Regions from separate parts of the Oncorhynchus mykiss genome. Here region 1 is linked to region 2. Evidence: chromatin contacts called from public Hi-C data. All regions are on one chromosome and are shown on one strand. The core of a region is the stretch at or near the end of the contact, and the rest is flanking DNA. Distances in the headings are between cores, read along the strand shown. Region 1 has its middle 27 kb from the start of LOC110537780. Region 2 holds the start of LOC110537779 (neuronal vesicle trafficking-associated protein 2).

Region 1 (3,703 bases), core at 1,177-3,676, 61 kb before region 2:
CAAACTTTTTGACCTTCAATATTTGTTAAGTTATTACACTAATTCATAGTCAATTCTCCCCTTGAAATAACAAAATTACATTTTACACTACCTCTGTTTTAAAGATATTTAAAGGCTAATGGATAATGGTAAAATCATCTGAAAGATCGTCTTGAATCAAGTATATCCATATCCCGACTAAACTTCAATCTACTGAAAAAACAAATAATCTGCTATGATTAAATATACTGTATACAATAAATTAGACTCACTGCATTTTCCCATCGGTCACAAATGTGACCGCTAAGATATTTTCGTATACAACAGGCATCATGGATTCAATGTATTGAAAATGAAGGCACATATATAAACTAGACCCTTTAAACATTAGATTTACAAAGAAAATATTTCAACATTTCAACAATTTGTTTTTTAAGTTGTTGAACACAGACTTCTGGTGTCAAATCGTCTGTAAAAGTACACCTTGGAGATTTATGCTTGTGGTCTTGACCATTTTGAGAAATCATATGAAACCTTCCTTGAATCATACTAGACACCTTAACAATGCAGAATATGGGACTTATTTGATAATTATGTACAACTTTAACTTCTGTAGAGGCTGTAAAGTACAAACGTTTTTCTTCTTCACTGTTGTGACCGCTGGGATGAAACAGGTTATTAATGGACTCTTTTAGCTACTTTCATCAAAGGTAACATGGGTAGATTGAATGGAAACCTTCAACATGGCAGCTAGCAGCTGGAGGGTTGGGTGGAACTGAACTGCCACATAGTTTCATGTCTCCGCTCAACCATGTGCTCTACGATGGAATGTGAAAAGCAAGTATCAGCACTATCGGCTCTAGAACAAAACAGTAGGCATTTCTACCCCTCAGGCTGTTCCTGGCTGGCCAATGACCTCCCGCCCCGCTAGGTTGTTAATCTCTTGCCAGCCTTGAGAGTGAAAGGATTAATCAGCTGAATTACTGGAAGTTATCGGTCTCAATCAATTAGGTCTTACAGGGAGAGCCGTGTGACCTCCTCCCAATGCAGCTCTGACCAATCCCAACAGCAGTAGGGAGGGAGGGGATTCCTATCAGTCACACAGCACAGAACCTGCTCCCCTGCCTTACAGGGTAGAGGCAGTCAGGCGAACACATAGGCTATGCCCTCAGACTCTGTCAAACAGATACAACCCACACACTCCTACTCCTACTAACACAAACAGTGCTGTGTACATACTGTAACTGGCTGCACAAACAGACTAATTGACGGGGGGGATGTACAAACACACAGGCTCCTATGACCTACACACACACACAGACTGATTGACGGGGGGGATGTACAAACACACAGGCTCCTATGATCTAAACACACACACAGACTGATTGACGGGGGGGATGTACAAACACACAGGCTCCTATGACCTACACACACAGACTGATTGACGGGGGGGGGGGGGGGGGGGGGGTGTACATACACACAGGCTCCTATGACCTACACACACACACAGACTGATTGACGGGGGGGAGGCTCCTATAATCTACACACACACACAGACTGATTGACGGGGGGGGGGGGGGGGATGTACAAACACACAGGCTCCTATGACCTACACACACACACACAGACTGATTGACGGGGGGATGTACAAACACACAGGCTCCTATGACCTACACACACACACAGACTGATTGACGGGGAGGGGGGGGAATGTACAAACACACAGGCTCCTATGACCTACACACACACAGACTGATTGACGGGGGGGATGTACAAACACAAAGGCTCCTATAATCTACACACACACACAGACTGATTGACGGGGGGGGGGAGGGGATGTACAAACACACAGGCTCCTATGACCTACACACACACCCAGACTGATTGACGGGGGGGGGGGGGGGGGGATGTACAAACACACAGGCTCCTATGACCTACACACACACCCAGACTGATTGACGGGGGGGGGGGGGGGGGGGGGGGGGGGATATACAAACACACAGGCTCCTATGACCTAAACACACACCCAGACTGATTGACGGGGGGGGGGGGATGTACAAACACACAGGCTCCTATGACCTACACACACAAACAGACTGAAAACAAGACACGTGCCCAAGAACAATGTGCAAAAAAACAGTGCGGAACTCAAGAATATCCTCTGAAAATGCATATTTTCATTGCATGGGGACTGTATATTTTCAGTACATTCAGATTCTCCCTAACAGTATTGCAGACAGTGCTATAAAATGATAGCTACGGACTTTCACCACAGATCAGAGAAGTTGGTTAAAAACACATTGACAGAGCTCATGTGGAGGTCTCTGTTTATGGCAGGGGAGAGAGGGGGTGGGGGGGAGGGGGGGGGGGGGGTGGTAGATAAGGGTGTGCCCTCCCTTCTCATTCCACAGAAGTGTGTGAGGCCTTTATCAATCTGCCCTATCAGCTCCACTGTTGTCATGCAGGAAAGACACTCCGCTGAGTTGAATGTCTAGCCTCTTCAACCTTTGAAACATGCTGGCTCACCCTTACCTCCCTCTCTGATCAAGGTGCGTGATTAATGGATCTAGCCGGGGGGAAATCTGAAGAATGTTCAGCAATTTCACGGAAGTTTGACTAGCAAAAATGCATCTATTACTATCAAGACCAACGATTGGTCACATTTCTAGTGTTTCCTGTACATGTACTGTACATGACCAGGTCACATGTGTTGTTGTTCTGTTTGGCCAAGTGCTTAGCATGGGTTGGTTATGTAAACGCTGGAACAGAACCGAGTAAGAGGTGCATTTGTTAACTGGTGAGAATGAAGGAAAACAGCCCTGCAGATTAGATTAACAGTGGACTATGACTGACACTCACACAGCAGAGCTGTAGCCCCCCCCAGCCTTGTGTTGTTCCTCACATGACTATCTCTCCTCTGCACACTGCACTAGCCCTCTGTCCTTGTGTTGTATCTCTGCCCTGCACTCTGTTTGGGCAGTCAGCATGGTGACGTACTGTATGTGCAGGGCTGGGTGTCTCTGGGTGGCTAATTAGGCCACAAATGATCTATTTAGTCCGCCCAAAACTAAGAAGTGAGAGATTCTGAGTCGGCTTGTGAACAAAGCTGCCATACAGTGCCTGCTGAAGGGCCGTCCCCTTGCTGTGTTTGACATGCGGATGTGACAGAGGCTGTGACGTTCCTTATCACATTTAATTGACTTTTTCCAGGCTCTTTAGATGGCACATCCTCTAATTGTGTATGAGCATGACTAACTTGTGTATGTATGTAAATCATAATGTAATTTCTTTGCTTGTATACTGTTAGAGTGGACGCGTTTATGACTAAGATTGCCTTATGGTATATGATCTACAGTATTGTTGTTTAACTGGCTGAACTAATGATTTTGATAATGAGTTTGACTTACTCTCATAGACATACACTCATGAAAACTAATATTGACATACTGTACACTCATATATACATACTGTAGACTCATATATACATACTGTACACTCATATATTCATACTGTACACTCATATATACATATTGTACACTCATATATACACACTGTATACTCATATATTCATACTGTACACTCATAGATACATACTGTACACTCATGTATACATACTGTACACTCATATATACATACTGTACACTCATATATACACACTGTATACTCATATATACATACTGTACACTCATAGATACATACTGTACACTCATATATACATACTGTA
Region 2 (4,129 bases), core at 1,559-4,058:
AAGGGAACCATGCATGTGCGTTTAAAGGGAACCATGCATGTGCGTTTAAAGGGAACCATGCATGTGCGTTTAGAAAAATTAAGACATTGTCCAAAAAAATAATGGGGGGGGGGGGGGGGGGGGGATTTGTACACCACATCAAGTGTCATTATTAAAATAAATCTCTCTTTCAATTCTACTTCTTTTCAATTGTACTTTACTTATATTTTCCATACTTTTTTATAAGGATTCATGAAGTCTATTTAATTATTTTCAAAAGGCACATATGTGGTTCTTGGATGCATCCACTATTTTTATCACTGAGTGTACAAAACATTGAGAACACCTGCTCTTTCCATGACATAAACTGACTAGATTAATCCAGATGAAAGCTATAATCCCTTATTGATGTCACTTGAAAAATCCACTTCGTAGATGTGAGTAGATGAAGGGGAGGACACAGGTTAAATAAGGATTTTTAAGGATTTTTAAGCCTTGAGACAATTGAGACATGGATTGTGTATGTGTGCCATTCAGAGGGTGAACGGGAAAGACAAAAGATTTATATAAGTGCCTTTGAACAAGGTATGGTAGTAGGAGCCAGGTGCACCAAGAACTGCAACGCTGCTGGGTTTTTCACGCTCAACAGTTTCCTGAATGTATCACGAATGGTCCACCACTCAAAGAACATCCAGCCAACTTCACACAACTGTGGTAAGTATTGGAGTCAACATGGGCCAGCATCCTGTGGAATGCTTTGGACACCTTGTAGAGTCCATGCCCTGACGAATTGAGGCTATTCTGAGGGCAGAAGTTTGTTTCTCGAGGTAAGGGACAAATGGAGCTTGGGTTAGGGTTATGTTTGAGGTTAGCATTAAGGCTGTAATAATAACAGCAAACCCGAACCCTTAAAGGGTATTGCAATGGCCCTACAGCTGTAATGCTAAGCACAAACCACAAACCTAATAGGTCTCCCCCCCCCCCCCCAGCTCCCAATTCCACATGTTTTACTTGTTCATACAGTAGATTGATGGGATGGATGCATGTTTTCATGTATATTTGCGCCCTCTTGTGGTGTTTAGTGAAACAGATTTTGGTATTGATGGCCAGATTAAACAGGTGGACAATACAGCCCTTTAATATAACGTACATACAGACAGATAAAACATAGGCTAACACTTTCAATGCACTATATTTATATTTGATGATGGACAGATCATTGCTTTTCTCATCGACACCATTCTGTATACTTCCGGCCCTTCTTTGGACACTGTGTTAACAACCCTCCAGGCAAGCTTCAATGCCATACAACTCTCCTTCCGTGGCCTCCAACTGCTCTTAAATACAAGTAAAACTAAATGCATGCTCTTCAACCGATCACTACCTGCACCTACCCGCCTGTCCAACATCACTACTCTGGACGGCTCTGACTTAGAATACGTGGACAACTACAAATACTTAGGTGTCTGGTTAGACTGTAAACTCTCCTTCCAGACCCATATCAAACATCTCCAATCCAAAGTTAAATCTAGAATTGGCTTCCTATTTCGCAACAAAGCATCCTTCACTCATGCTGCCAAACATACCCTTGTAAAACTGACCATCCTACCAATCCTCGACTTTGGCGATGTAATTTACAAAATAGCCTCCAATACCCTACTCAACAAACTGGATGCAGTCTATCACAGTGCAATCCGTTTTGTCACCAAAGCCCCATACACTACCCACCATTGCGACCTGTACGCTCTCGTTGGCTGGCCCTCGCTTCATACTCGTCGCCAAACCCACTGGCTCCATGTCATCTACAAGACCCTGCTAGGTAAAGTCCCCCCTTATCTCAGCTCGCTGGTCACCATAGCATCTCCCACCTGTAGCACACGCTCCAGCAGGTATATCTCTCTAGTCACCCCCAAAACCAATTCTTTCTTTGGCCGCCTCTCTTTCCAGTTCTCTGCTGCCAATGACTGGAACGAACTACAAAAATCTCTGAAACTGGAAACACTTATCTCCCTCACTAGCTTTAAGCACCAACTGTCAGAGCAGCTCACAGATTACTGCACCTGTACATAGCCCACATATAATTTAGCCCTATCAACTACCTCTTTCCCAACTGTATTTAATTTATTTATTTATTTTGCTCCTTTGCACCCCATTATTTTTATTTCTACTTTGCACATTCTTCCATTGCAAAACTACCATTCCAGTGTTTTACTTGCTATATTGTATTTACCTTGCCACCAAGGCCTTTTTTTGCCTTTACCTCCCTTCTCACCTCATTTGCTCACATTGTATATAGACTTGTTTATACTTTATTATTGACTGTATGTTTGTTTTACTCCATGTGTAACTCTGTGTTGTTGTATCTGTCGAACTGCTTTGCTTTATCTTGGCCAGGTCGCAATTGTAAATGAGAACTTGTTCTCAACTTGCCTACCTGGTTAAATAAAGGTAAAATAAAATAAAATAAATAAAAATCTGATTATCTTTTCCATTAATTGTGGCATAGGGGCTGGATATACAAAACAGATGGCTTGGGACGGGGACCTTTCTTGACATTAAATCACTTTTGATGTCTCAAAACATCTGTCAAATTTGGACTTTGAAGTGCAATAATGCCCCTTTTTACGGTCTTGCACTTTAGTCCTTCTTTACCAAGCCTATATAGCCTCCAGTAGATAAGACTATTATGCAGAGGGAGAGATACAGACACGGCACAGTTCTAACGTTGTCTCTAGGTGGCGATAAAGACTAAAAAACACAACTAAATGGGGTTTGTGGTCTTTTTCAAGTCAGGCATTACAAATGTGCGATTTCATTCAAAAATCCCCCTAGCGGCGCCAGATGCAAGCATAAAGTGAAGAGGCAGTGTTTGGAATCGGGTTCTGGGTTGCCTACGGAGCCCGCTAGTCTCTGCAGTTCCCTGCATCAACATCGCTGAGCTTTGATTGCAACTCCGCCCGGTCTGCCTGCATGCATCTGCTCCTTGCATCCTGTCTTTGATATAACAAAACAGCAGACGAAGAAACGAAAAGGACTTATACAAGTGCGTCCATCGTAAGTAGATGTTTTAGTTTGAGCTCTTTTGTTTTTGGACGAAAAGAATGGCGAAGTAGTCTAGGCTAGGCTACTGCAGGTGCATCCCTATGCAGTTACCCTATGAACGGATATAAGATGTATTTTGACGCCTGCTCTATGGCGCTGGAAAATGGGATTTTCCATCTTCTTTTTTTTTTCACCACCAATATTTAATTTATCCAATATTTAGAAAATTAAAACGAGCGTTTTATTAGACTGTAAAAAAAGTATAAATATAAAGTTAAAGTTCAAATCCGATGTATGTAATTTAATGTTCAAAGAAAAAACATTGATTTGCGTGCTCAGTAGATGTTTTATTGTATGATAAATTAGACATGTACAATTAACTAACAGTGTCTGTCATATTTACAGCATCTGCTTGAGAAGTGCACTATTTTTATATTGGTAAAGATGGTTAAACTGGGGAGCAATCTACAAGACAAAGGCGCTAAACCGGTCAGTGTGGAGGATGGCTTCCAAAACGTGCCGCTCATCACCCCTCTGGATGTCGGTAATCTCCAGTATGGAGCCCCAGACAAGGTAAAATGGACTGTCTGTCTGCTGAGATTTCCTCTGATTCACACACACTCCTTGATTTATGGCCAAAGCCATTACATAATAAAACAGCAAACCCATCTCTTTGTCATCTCAATTGCCCTGTTGCCTCCTTTGTTTAAAACAGATTAAAGAAGCCCTTGCTGTTTATAACTGGGATGCACATCATCCATTCTAGGAAACCAGCAAACATGTCATCCCTAATTTACTTTGACAAGGGGTTTTATTTTTGAACCAGACTGCGTCTCATTACACAGGATGATTCATGAATTGACTAAAGCCATATAACAGTTTTGATTATTACATTTCCAGTGCTGCCTCACTGAACTGAATATGTTAATATGATTGATATGAGTGATGATATTTCTAATTGTTTAATAATGCACATAATTTAATCTTACTTTGAAGTGATTTTCAATCAAAACAGCTCCATATGATCAAAGTAGTTTAGAATATATATTTTTTCCATAGGAGTGAAGGACAGATCCTTTGTTGTGTTATCACAAGGCCTACAGTACCT

What was found. A called contact is a pair of places that touch in the nucleus more often than the background predicts.
Region 1: a contact with region 2 is called in a Hi-C map of blood, with 5 times the contacts expected there. A contact is called at or near these places in 3 of 3 Hi-C or Micro-C datasets (blood and liver).

The regions. Positions count from the first base shown.
Region 1 is chr12:54,208,719-54,212,421 of USDA_OmykA_1.1, reverse strand. No RefSeq gene overlaps it. Among protein-coding and RNA genes, the nearest start is that of LOC110537780, 27 kb to the right of the region's middle.
Region 2 is chr12:54,148,140-54,152,268 of USDA_OmykA_1.1, reverse strand. It overlaps LOC110537779 (neuronal vesicle trafficking-associated protein 2), which reads left to right and starts at 2,808. Exons shown (of 5, transcript XM_021624159.2): 1 at 2,808-3,033; 2 at 3,427-3,594. The coding sequence starts at 3,466.